2 separate regions of the Pan troglodytes genome follow, and region 1 is linked to region 2. The links are chromatin contacts, called in public capture Hi-C maps. All regions are on one chromosome and are shown on one strand. The core of a region is the stretch at or near the end of the contact, and the rest is flanking DNA. Distances in the headings are between cores, read along the strand shown. Region 1 has its middle 66 kb from the start of PDIA4. Region 2 overlaps CNTNAP2 (contactin associated protein 2).

Region 1 (5,992 bases), core at 3,134-5,633, 690 kb after region 2:
TTGAAGGCAGCAGGGAGCCATGAAATGTTTTCCAGCATGTTTTGAAGAAAAGTACAAGTTAACTTATGGAAAGTATTTACCTATGACCCCTATGGCCAAATGGCCCAAATTCCTTAAAAAAATGATGATTTTTCCAGGTAGACCAAAGCAAGACTGTGAGGTCTTTGCATTCACTTCCTTTCTGTCTGCCCTCAGGTTCTCAGCAGCACCCAGCTCCAGCCCCAAGGCCTCTCCCGGATGCGCCTCTAGGACCTTGAGCTCAGGGTCTGTTCAACCCCTCACTGAACTCAGTTCTCCACCTCGGCCATTTGAGACGCTTAGTGAAATCCAAGGATGACTTTAATAGTTATTCACACAATGTTTCCTTTAAATAAACTTGTTTTAATTAGTTAGTTCTTTTTCATTTCTTTTTTTTCTTCACCCCTGAGTAGAGATTTATTTCTTCTTATCCATATTGAAGTTTAATTTGTATACAATAAAATGTACCCATTTTAATTATTCAGTTCCATGACTTTTGGCAAATGTATATGCACATGAAACCACAATCAACTTTTTTGGCCAGGCACGGTGGCTCATGCCTGTAATCCCAGTACTTTGGGAGGCTGAGGTGGGCAGATCACCTGAGGTCAGGAATTTGAGACCAGCCTGGACAATATGGTGAAACCCTGTCTCTACTAAAAATTACAAAAATTAGCTGGGCGTGGTGGTGCCCACCTGTAATCCCAGCTACTTGGGAGCCTGAGGCATGAGAATTGCTTGAACCTGGGAGGCGGAGGTTGCAGTGAGCCAAGATCATGCCACTGTACTCCAGCCTGGGAGACAGAGCAAGAGCAAGACTCCGTCTCAAAAAAAAAAAAAAAAAAAAAAAAAAAAAAAAAAAGCAGCTTAACAAATGGGAGGTGTTAAAGACATATTATCGTCAAACTAAGATTGTTCTTCCTTGAAGAACTTTACTAACTTTACATCCAGTGCTAGCTAAAATTCCTCATACCCCACCAGTGATCCAGCCATCCATATCTCACACTTTCTATACTCTCTCTAATGGCTCGGAATCTGTTGAGCTGTGTGTGATAGGAAACCCAGTAACAGTGGCTTAAACTCATGCAGATTTAGTGTCCTCTTGTTGCAGAAAGTATGGAGGTGGGCCGTGTCCAGAACTGGAGCAGTGCCCCACCTGTCATCAATGCACAAAGACTTTTTTTTCTTTCTCTTAGGCCTTCCTAAGTGAGGGCTTTTGTTCTCATGGTCTCAGGATGGCTCTCCAGCCCCACACCCCCAAACCTCATTCCAGGGCAGAGGAAGGAATGCAAGTGTGTCTTCTTTCTCTTCTCTGCTCCTTTTTTATTATTTCAGTCTAATTTTAATGGTTCCAAAAGGAATTGAGGCAATTGCTGGTGGGCAGCCTACCATGTTAAACAGAAGTTGATTATTTATGTTTTAACAAGAGATGTGGCTGGGCGCAGTGGCTCACGCCTGTAATCCCAGCACTTTGGGAGGCCGAGGTGGGCAGATCATGAGGTCAGGAGATTGAGACCATCCTGGCTAACACGGTGAAAACCCGTCTCTACTAAAAACAAAAAATTAGCCGGGCGTGGTGGCAGATGCCTGTAGTCCCAGCTACTCCAGAGGCTGAGGCAGGAGAATGGCGTGAACCCGGGAGGCAGAGCAGCTGGCCAGCCCTCCAGGAAATCTCAGCTAGTCTACTTTGGAAAGTTGTCCTAATCACTGCTGGAGCAATCACCAAGTTGAGGGTAGGGACTGTGTCTTTTCTGTATTCTTCACTCTCTCTCTGGAAGCCTCAGCCCTTCACATCTCTAAGCCCAGGTCCCAGAACAATTATAATTCTCATTCCAATTACTTCAAAAAAAATTCCTGGGATTAGCTGAGCTCAATACATATGAAGGTGGGGAATGTTATGCCTTAGAAAGTAACATTTCCAGCCAGGCACGGTGGCTCATGCCTGTAATCCCAGCACTTTGGGAGGCCGAGGAGAGTGGATCATTTGAGGTCAGGAGTTCGAGATCAGCCTGGAAAACATGGTGAAACCCCGTCTCTACTAAAAATACAAAAATTAGACGGGCATGGTGACATGTGCCTGTAGTCCCAGCTATTTGAGAGACTGAGGCAGGAGAATGGCTTGAACCCAGGAGGAGGTTGTAGTGAGCCGAGATCAGGCCACTGCACTCCAGCCTGGGCAACAGGGCAAGACTCCATCTCAAAAAAAAAAAAAAAAGAAAAGAAAGAAAGAAAGTGACATTTCCTAAGCATTCAAGTTAATCATAATCTTGAACATACATTTTCTTCTGTCAGTTGAAACCTTCCAATTATTATTAAAACTAATGGCAAAAACCACAATTACTTTTGCACCAACCTAATACTTTAACATTTGGTATGTTAAAATATGAATGACTTAAAACAGGAAAATTGAGATTTGATAGGCAAAGATAATAATAGTTAAGGTTTATTGATCACTTTCCAATCCTTTTCATTCCTTTTTTTTCTGGTTAATGTGGGATTTCTTACTGAACTCGGTGAGAGTGCTTATATCTAATCATTGAGAGGGAGTTGGGTTTCATTGATAAAACCATTGGTAAAAGGCTGTTTTCAGGATTATGGCAACTTCTCAATGCCAGCAGCAACCTGTCTGAAAGGTGAGAGATCTGAGCATATTAAACCTGGCGTACCCATGTGATTTATAGGAACTATTAAGGATTATCAGGAAAAGTCCCAGGAAACAACCAGTGTGAACACAGCGTGTTCGTGGGTGATGTGAATACAGCGTGTTCGTGGGTGATGTGAACACAGTGTGTTCGTGGGTGAGGAGTTCTCTGGTCCAGGCTCCGTGGGAAAGTGGATGGAAAGTGCGTGCTCTGGGCACTGCTGCCATCTGCTGCTGCCTTGATTCAGGAAGGCATTTTGCAGATCACAGGCAGGGAGACGACAAAAAAAAAAAAACACCAAAGCTCATTTTGTTGACATTAAATGTTTAACATTTCTATTGCTGGGCATTTGACACAAATATGTTCATTTACTTTTCTTTGATTCATGAATGTCTTCAGGTATTTGCAAAGGACAAGAGGCTTCCATTTGGTAATTTACGTCTATTTCCCATCATGCAACTACATTTATTTTGAATATCAGTTGGCATTAAGGTATTTAAAATTAAAGGAAGATAATCAGATAATGTATGGCTTTTTGCAGTATTATTTTGTAGGGGTCATATAATATCAGACTTTTTGGAGAATTCTTAAAATAACTCATCCTAACTTATTTAGAGTAGCCACTTCAGAGATTTATATAATGAAAGTGAAAGCAGCTTTTCTGGCTGGTCCGATGGTAGTGGGTTATCAGAACTTATTAACATTAGTGTCACTAAAGTTGGTATACAACCCCCCACTGCTAAATTTGACTGGCTTTTTACCATTTGATTTTGTATTTCAATCAAACAAGCTAACTTTACAAAATATTCATGTTGGGGGGAAAGCATTCTTACATGAATGTCCCCCTCCTTTTATTTTTAGGGTCTTACTGTGTTGTCCAGGTTGGAGTACAGTAACACAATCATAGCTCACTGTAGCTCTAAACTCCTGGGCTCAAGCAATCCTCCTACCTTAGCCTCTTGAGTAGCTGGGACTACAGACACATGCCACCATATCCAGTTAATTTTTTTTCCTTTTTTGTAGAGGCAGGGTCTCACTATATTGCCCAGGCTGGTCTCCAACTCCTTTGGCTCAAGTTATCCTGCTGCCTTGGCCTCCCAAAGTGCTGGCATTACAGGCGTTAGCCACTGTGCCCAGCCTGAATGTACTTTTTTTTTTCTTTTTTGAGCCAGAATCTCAGTCTGTTGCCCAGGCTGGAGTGCAGTGGTGCGATCTCGGTTCACTGCAACCTCCACCTCCCAGGTTTAAGCAATTTTCCTGCTTCAGACTCCCAAGTAGCTGGGACTATAGGTGCGTTTCCTGTCAGCCCAGAGCCTCAGTCGGGGCCGTTGTCCTCAAACAAGGAGGCCCCTGTCCGCCAGCTTTGCGTTTGCACAGAAGGGTTAACTTGACAGCGTGTGTCCCCCAGCCCTCATATTTATTCACAATCCTTGCTGCACTTTATCTCCAGAATAAAAACCAGTCCGATCCAAAATAGACAGTGTTTGTGTCTGTTTCAATTTTCTGCTCAACCGATTCTGTTCGGTGGAGTCTCTCCAAGAAACTTCTCAATTAAGCTTTCATCAACATTGTTTCAGCATCAGAGTTATTTTTTTTCCTTTCCTTGTTTGCTTCCGTCTCTACGGAATGGAATGATCAACTTCCTGATGCACCAAAGGGTTAACAACAGAGGCCTCCTGGAAAAGGAAGAAAAGCGGCCACAGAAAGCTGATTCCTGGGCAGCCGCCCTGGGCCTGAGAGGCAGCATCGCCTTGTGCTGCTGGTGAGAAGGTCTCAAGAATGGCTGAGGGTGCGACCCCTGAGCCTTGATGCCTTGGCCACATTTCTCAGTCCTCCCAGTCCTGGCCCCAGGGATCAGGACCACCCCAGCAGCTGTTGTAGCCCAATCATGATCACCACTATTTCTTGTAAAAAAAAGATCCCTGAGGCAGTCAGCAGCTCCAAGAACATTTGATTGTCCAAGAAAATGCCGACCCCAAAAGGGGAGGGATTCTGTGTAAGGAAAGGAATGGGGTGGCTTTATCACCATCCTACACCAAATAAGAACGCCTAGGAGGAGGCAGGGATGCCGGCTCGCTGTTTTAGGAGGAAACAGGGAGGGGGACAAGTGTGCCTTTAAAACGATAGTTAGGGCCAGATGCGGTGGCTCACGTCTGTAATCCCAGCACTTCGGGAGGTCAAAGCAGGTGGATAACTTGAGGTCAGGAGTTCGAGACCAGCCTGCCAATGGTGAAACCCTGTCTCTACTAAAAATAGAAAACATTTTTCAGGCATGGTGGTGGGTGCCTGTAATCCCAGCTGCTCTGGAGGCTGAGGCAGGAGACTCGCTTGAACCTGGAAGGCGGAGGTTGCGACGAGCCCAGATTGCACCATTGCACTCCAGCCTAGGTGACAGAATGAGACTCCATCTCAAAAAAAAAAAAAAAAAAAAAAAAAAGATAGTTGGCCCTCCGCATCTGCAGGTTCCACATTCATGGATTCAACCAACCGCTGACTGAAAATATTAGGGGGAAAAAATAGTTTTGTCTGTTCTGAACATAGACTTTTTCAGGGTCATTATTCATTAAAGAATACAGCATAATAACTATTTCTATATCATGTACATCGTATTAGGTATTATCTAAATCTGTACTTGTAATCTAGAGATGATTTATAAGTATATGGGAGGATGTGCATAGGTTATATGTAAATTCTACATCTTTTTTTTTTTTTGAGACGGAGGTTTTGCTCTTGTCACCCAGGCTGGGAGTAAAATGGTGTGATCGCGGCTCACCGCAACCTCCACCTCCTGGATTCAAGTGATTCTCCTGCCTCAGCCTCCTGAGTAGCTGGGATTACAGGCACCCACCATCACACCCGGCTAATTTTTGTATTTTTAGTAGAAACGGTTTCACCATGTTGGCCAGGCTGGTCTCAAACTCCTGACCTTACGTGATCCACCCACCTCAGGCTCCCAAAGTGCTGGGATTACAGGCGTGAGCCACCACGCCCGGCAATTCTACACCATCTTATGAGGGGCTTAAGCAACCACGGATTTTGGGATCCAGCAGGGGTCCTGGAACCACTCCCCACAGATACCGAGGGACGACTGTAGATGACTGTACATACCACATTGCGTTTACCCATTCATGTCCCTCGATGGGTACTTGGTTGCTTCTACCTTATGGCTAATTGTGAACTATGCTGCTATGAACACAGGTGTACACATATCATCCCTTCTAGTCCCTGCTTTCAAGTCTTTTTTTCTTTTTTCTTTTTTCTTTTTTTTGAGACAAGGTCTTGCTCTGTCACCCAGACTAGAATGCAACGGTGCTATCATGGCTCACTGCAAC
Region 2 (5,815 bases), core at 1,572-4,071:
ATGAGATAAAAAAACCTCCTTGCTTTGTTAAGCCACCGAGACTATAGGGCTGTTTGTTACTGTGGCATAGCCTCGCCTGTCCTGACTGAAGCATAAGGACTGACTTAAGGGCAGACTTTGCTCTCCCACCCTTGGGTTTGATCTCTGATATAGTTTGGATATTTGTCCCCACCAAAATCTCATGTTGAAAGGTAATCCCCAGTGTTGGAGGTGGGGCCTGGTGGGAGGTGTTTGGATCATGGTGGTGGAAGCCTCATGAATGGCTTGGGCCATCTCCTTGGTGATAAGTGAGCTCTCACTCTGAGTTCACACAAAACCTGGATGTTTAAGTATGTAGCACCTCCCCCCAACACTCTTCCTCTGGATCCTGCTTTTGCCATGTACCCTGCCTGCTCTACCTTCACCTTCTGCCATAATCATAAGCTTCCTGAGGCCTCCCCAGAAGCAGATGCCAGTGCTGTGCCTCCTATAAAGCCTGCAGAACTGTGAGCCAATTAAACCTCTTTCCTTATAAATTACCCAGTCTCAGATGTTTCTTTATAGCAGTGCAAGAACAGCCTAATACAATCTCTTACTCTACCATTTGCCGATTGTGTGACTTTGTCGGGTTACTTAACATTGTGTGTATCTGTTTTGTCATGTGTAAAATAGGAATAGTAATGGTCTCTGTGTCACAGGATTCAGCAAAGTAATACATGTTTAGCAGTTAGCACAGTCTCTGCTGCATAGTATGTGTGTAATACATATTAGTTTTTTACTTTGCATAATCAGCAAATGTATACTCATCATATGTCAGATGCCAGGCATTGTATAAGTCCCTGGAACATCATTAGGGTCCAAGACAGGCACAGTTTCTGCCTTTGGAAACTTTATATATTCAAATCCAGTTCTCAGAGGTTTCTCTTGGGAGAACCCAAAGCAAGATAGGTGATCATACAATGTATCAATATGCACTGGGTCACATTTTTAGAGCTTCAGTTTCTGGAAAAGAAGGTAATGGAAAGTCAATTAGAAGTAAAAAGACAAGAGGGTGGGATAAATGGAAAGAAGTATAGAATTCTTTGGGAGCAAGTAGGGAGGGCACTTGAGCCAGTCCAGGAGTGAGGGAAGGCATACTAGAGGAAGTAACACGGAAGCTGGGACCCTAATGAAGAGTTAGAATGATCTGGATAAACCAATGGGCTGAAGTAGAGGCCATAAGGGCGGGGGAGGTCAGTTCTCCATTCTGCACAGCAGTCCACCCAAAACTGTGTGGCTCAAAACAGTAGTTTATCATTTCTGGCAATTCTGTGGATTGGCAGGGTGGTTGTTCTGCTTCATGACTCCAGGCAGGGTGTAAGAATGACTGGATAGCCCGAAATAGCCTCATGCATGTGGCTGGCAGCAAGTGCTGGCTGCCCAGGAGCTCTTTGGGGCCACGAGCCAGGGGCTCAGTTCTCCCCCAAGGGTTCCAAATCATGGCTGCTTGGGCTACCTCATGGCATGGTGGCTGGGCTCCAAGAAGGAGCTTTCCAAACAGCAAATGTAGAAGCTGAAGGTCTCTAAGAGCCACCATTCTTGCCATATGCTATTGACCAAAATCTGGGTTCCAGCCCATGTTCCAAGAGAGAGGAAGCAGACCCTACCTCTTGGTGGCATCGTAGCCAGGTCACATTGCAAAGAAACATGGCATGGGAGTTACGGTTGTGACATCTTTGGAAACACAATGTGCTATGAGGGAAATTTGAGGAACCACAAGTTGCATTCAGAATGGTGGAAAGTAGGATGTGAAGATGCGAGTGATAAAAATGCTGCAGCATAAGCAGGGTTCAGATCAAAGGCGGCTTTACCAGCAGGGCCACATGTCCTGCTTTGCCTGGGACAGACCCAAGCTACTCCTGCCAGGACAAGAGTACATTATTAGCAGTGCCCACTTTTACTCTAAAAATAGGACTGTGCAGTTGTATGATCACCTATCTTGTTTGGGTGCTCCCAGGAGAAACCCTGCAGAATTCGATTTGAGTATAAGAAGTTTACCTGGGAGACAATCCCATAAAACAAGCAGGAAAGTAGAGACATGAAACAGGGAAAGGGATGGAGCATTATCAAGCCACTCACCACTGTGGGCACCTGGAACATAATCCCACCAGGGCACTCTGGAAGACAGTGCGAGACATGCCTCCGAGTGTCCCAACCGAGGCAGGAGGAAGCCAGGGCATCTCGCCACCTCCTCCCATCCTGCAGTGATGAGGGCTGCTTCCTGCGGTACTAACTCCCCAGCACTTCCAGCTTGTCCCGTGTTTACACCCAACACACTGCTGAGGCCAGAGGAAAGTGCAGATGACAGCGAATCGCAGTCAGTGGTTCCTGGAGCAGGACTGAGGTGAATGCCGGGCACTGACAGCATCTGCCATATTACGGATCTATTTATAAGCCATGTTAAGGTTTTAATGTTATCTTAGGGGTTAAAGGAAGTCAAGGAAGGATGTTTTTTAATCCATAGAATAACGTGATCAGATTGACACTTTAGCCAGATAATACCATCTGCAGAGTGCAAAATGCATAACAGGAAGTGAGAAGCTGCAGGGAGACCAAATTGGAGGTTGCCATGGTTATCACAGAATTGCACATTGTAATGCACAAAACAGCTCAGATATGTGGAGAAAATGCAATGTCTTTATCTGTGTCTGATGATGTTGTATTCCTTCTGGGTAGCAAAGGCAAATAAGCTAAACATCCAGGCTGGTTTAAAGCTGATTCTGACTTAATCATTTCAAAATTCCTTCCTGGTTGTGCTCTGTCCCTCATGAATAAAAATGTTCAGTTTCTCGAAGAGCCTTTCCCATCCTCTGCTTCTTTCTATAAGGTGGGGACCAGGTGTACAGAATATAAAAGGAGACAGGCAGCAACATGTCTAGCTTTAGCATTCTAATGATACCGTGGGCAGGGAGAGACCTGGATGCATGCTGGTCCTTGAGTTTGCATGGCCAGGCATCTGCTGGCCTCCAGCCCAGTGTCCTGTGTCCCTGAGTGCTCTTCTGGCCTTGGAGCTTAGATCTGTGGTTGATGAACTTAGAGTCCCTTTCTTTGACTCAGGCAGTGTTCCCAGGGAGCACCTGCCATCATGCCCTTTGCTTACTTGCTGTGCCCTCAATCTCCCACTTGAGAGACCCCTAAGCCCTAAGTCTCTTTCGCATCCTCCGTCTCCCCATGGCAGGTTGTCGTCAGCTATCAAGCAGTGAGGGCTTCCATCTAAGGCTTCATGCTGCACGAGAATGAGATGATGCACGTGAGGACCAGAGACCCTGTCTGCTTACTCTTCTTCCCTCTCTACATGAGGCTGGGCTGCCCCATGTTAGTACAGGACCCCCCCAACCACCACCACCGACCCCCTACACAGCAACCTCTTCCCAGAGCCCCAGACTGGGAAGCAAGGCAAGAGCCCTAAACCCTTGGTTCCATCCGTCATCCTTTAGAAACCCACTTCTGCTCTCTGGGCCAAAGCTTAGCTCTCGTCTCTCCTGCTGTATCTCCTCCTTTTCTCATAGTCTTCTAGGGCATTAAGAAAGAAAAAAGAAAAAAGAAAAAAAGCTTTGCTTTTACTTCCTACAAAAAAAAAAAAGCACCATCTAACAAATAACTCCAAAACTCAATTGCTTAAAACAACAATTCTATTTTTATCACTAATCTGCGGGTCAGCTAAGGGCCGAAGTTTCTCTTGTACACCTCTCGTCTTCCTCCTGGGACCAGGGAGTTAGCATGGGCATGTTTTTCTCTGGCAGAGACACGAGAGAACAAGCCACTCACACAAGCACTTTCCAGGCCTTTGGTCTTGTCACATCCACTAACATCTGATTATCTAAACTAAGTCATGTGGCCAAATCCGTAGTCGAGGAGAAGAGAAACTTGCTTTCCCTTCAGTGAAGAAAACAGCAAAGTCACATGGCAAAGGCCACAGATACAGGGAAGGGTAAAGAATTAGGGGCCGCCAATGCCATCTTCCATACTTAGGAGGTGGATGCAGGAGAACTCTGTGACCTCCTCGATGTACTAAAAAGCCTGAGTAGGCCCGGCGCGGTGGCTCACGCCTGTAATCCCAGCACTTTGGAAAGCCGAGGCAGGCAGATCACGAGGTCAGGAGATTGTGACCATCCTGGCTAACATGGCGAAACCCCGTCGCTACTAAAAAATACAAAAAAAAATTAGCCGGGCGTGGTGGTGGTCACCTGTAGTCCCAGCTACTCGGGAGGCTGAGGCAGGAGAATGGCGTGAACCTAGGAGGTGGAGCTTGCAGTAAGCCGAGATCGCGCCACTGCACTCCAGCCTGGGCAACAGAGTGAGACTACGTCTCAAAAAAAAAAAAAAAAAAAAAAAAAAAAGCCTGAGCAAAGGAATTTGGGGAAATCATTTTATTCACTCAAAAGTATGTTCAGTGCTCACATGTACCAGGTGCTAGGCACAGAACAATGGATAAAACAGAAATCTCTTATCTTTATGAACCATGTACTCTCATGAGCATACACAGAATGAGAAAAGAGTTGTGTAATATAAATGTTAGCAATAAGTGCTATGAAGAAAAGTAAAAGAGGCTTAGCAGGAAAGCATGTTACAATGGCCAGGAAAGTCGTCTTTGAGAAGGCAATATTTAAGCAGTGGCCTTAACAAAGTGAGAAAGCTGGCTGTGTGGACATCTGCTGGAAAAGCCTTCCAGGAAGAGAGAATGGCAGTCCAAAGGCTGTGAGGTAGGGACACGCCTGGCTTGTTCAAGGACAGGAAGAAAACCAACATACAGCCATCAAGGGAAAGAGTGGCAGGAGACAGATGAAGTCAGAGGGTTAGCCAGCAGCCAATTGCACAGATGGAGACCATCATGGAGAGTCTGCATTTTATTCTAAATGAGATGAGAAACAGTAGGAGGTTTTGAGCACATAAGTAACACAATCCAATTTACATATTAGAAAGGTCATTCCAGCTGTGGGATGCTGTATTAACTGCAGAAGGGGTGGGCTGATATAGGGGCAGGATGGACACTAAGAGACATTTCAAATACAGTTGTGGAGTCCATGTGAGAGTTAGAGGCACGTGCACCAACGCAACAGCAGTGATGGTGATGGAGAAATCTTTGGACTAGGAACACACTGAAGTCAGAGCCCATAGTATTTGGTGATCAACCGGATGTGGTGGGTGAGAGAAAGAGAAGTCAAAGAGCGTTTCCCAAGGTATTGGCCTGAATAGCTGGCCCAGTGGTGGGGCTGCCTACTACAATGAGGTACCCTGGGAGAGAAGTAGCTTAGGAACTGTGGAATAAAAATTAAGACTTCCATTCTAGCCACATTCAAGGCTATTCCATGGATGCATAGCACTGAGGTGCATATCAGAAACCGAACACCACCTGTAACGCGGCCTTTTCCTGTCTTTATCTCCCATCTCCTCCTCAGGCAGATAGATGTCTTGGCTTGACTAGGACATTGATCGTTACTGGGAAAGGCAAAAAAGAAAAAAGCCTATTGATAAATGTCAGAATATATCTCCATTATAAAGTCATTCAGGTGTTGCATATGAACTCAATGATAAAGAAGAACAAATTACTGATACACAAAACAGCTTGGATGAATCTCTAGAGAATCGTGCCAATGGAAAAAAAGCCAGTCCCAAAAGGTTACATACCCAATGATCCCATTTATGCAACATTTTTGAAATGACAAAATTTTACAATTGAGGACAGATTAGTGAGTGCCAAGGGTTAGTGACTAGGACAGGAGGGAAGGGGAAGGAAGAGAGGTGTGGTTAGAAAAGGAAAACAAAGGGGCCGGGCATGGTGGCTGACTCCTGCAAT

The links. Capture Hi-C pulls out chosen DNA fragments and counts their contacts.
Region 1: a contact with region 2 is called in a capture Hi-C map of stem cell-derived neural stem cells, with 6 times the contacts expected there. The contact joins two enhancer-like sites. A contact is called at or near these places in 1 of 7 Hi-C or Micro-C datasets (stem cell-derived neural progenitor cells), 1 of 1 datasets of contacts at active chromatin or transcription factors (stem cell-derived excitatory neurons) and 1 of 1 other capture datasets (stem cell-derived neural stem cells).

Annotation. Positions count from the first base shown.
Region 1 is chr6:164,111,343-164,117,334 of NHGRI_mPanTro3-v2.0_pri, forward strand. No RefSeq gene overlaps it. Among named protein-coding and RNA genes, the nearest start is that of PDIA4, 66 kb to the right of the region's middle. Within about 2 kb of position 4,384, at least 9 of the 24 cell types and tissues checked have an H3K27ac peak or open chromatin away from gene starts, as enhancers often do. A contact at or near this core is called in stem cell-derived neural stem cells, where this site is marked.
Region 2 is chr6:163,425,325-163,431,139 of NHGRI_mPanTro3-v2.0_pri, forward strand. The region is part of intron 21 of CNTNAP2 (contactin associated protein 2); the gene reads left to right. Among named protein-coding and RNA genes, the nearest start is that of C7H7orf33, 310 kb to the right of the region's middle. Within about 2 kb of position 2,822, at least 6 of the 24 cell types and tissues checked have an H3K27ac peak or open chromatin away from gene starts, as enhancers often do. A contact at or near this core is called in stem cell-derived neural stem cells, where this site is marked.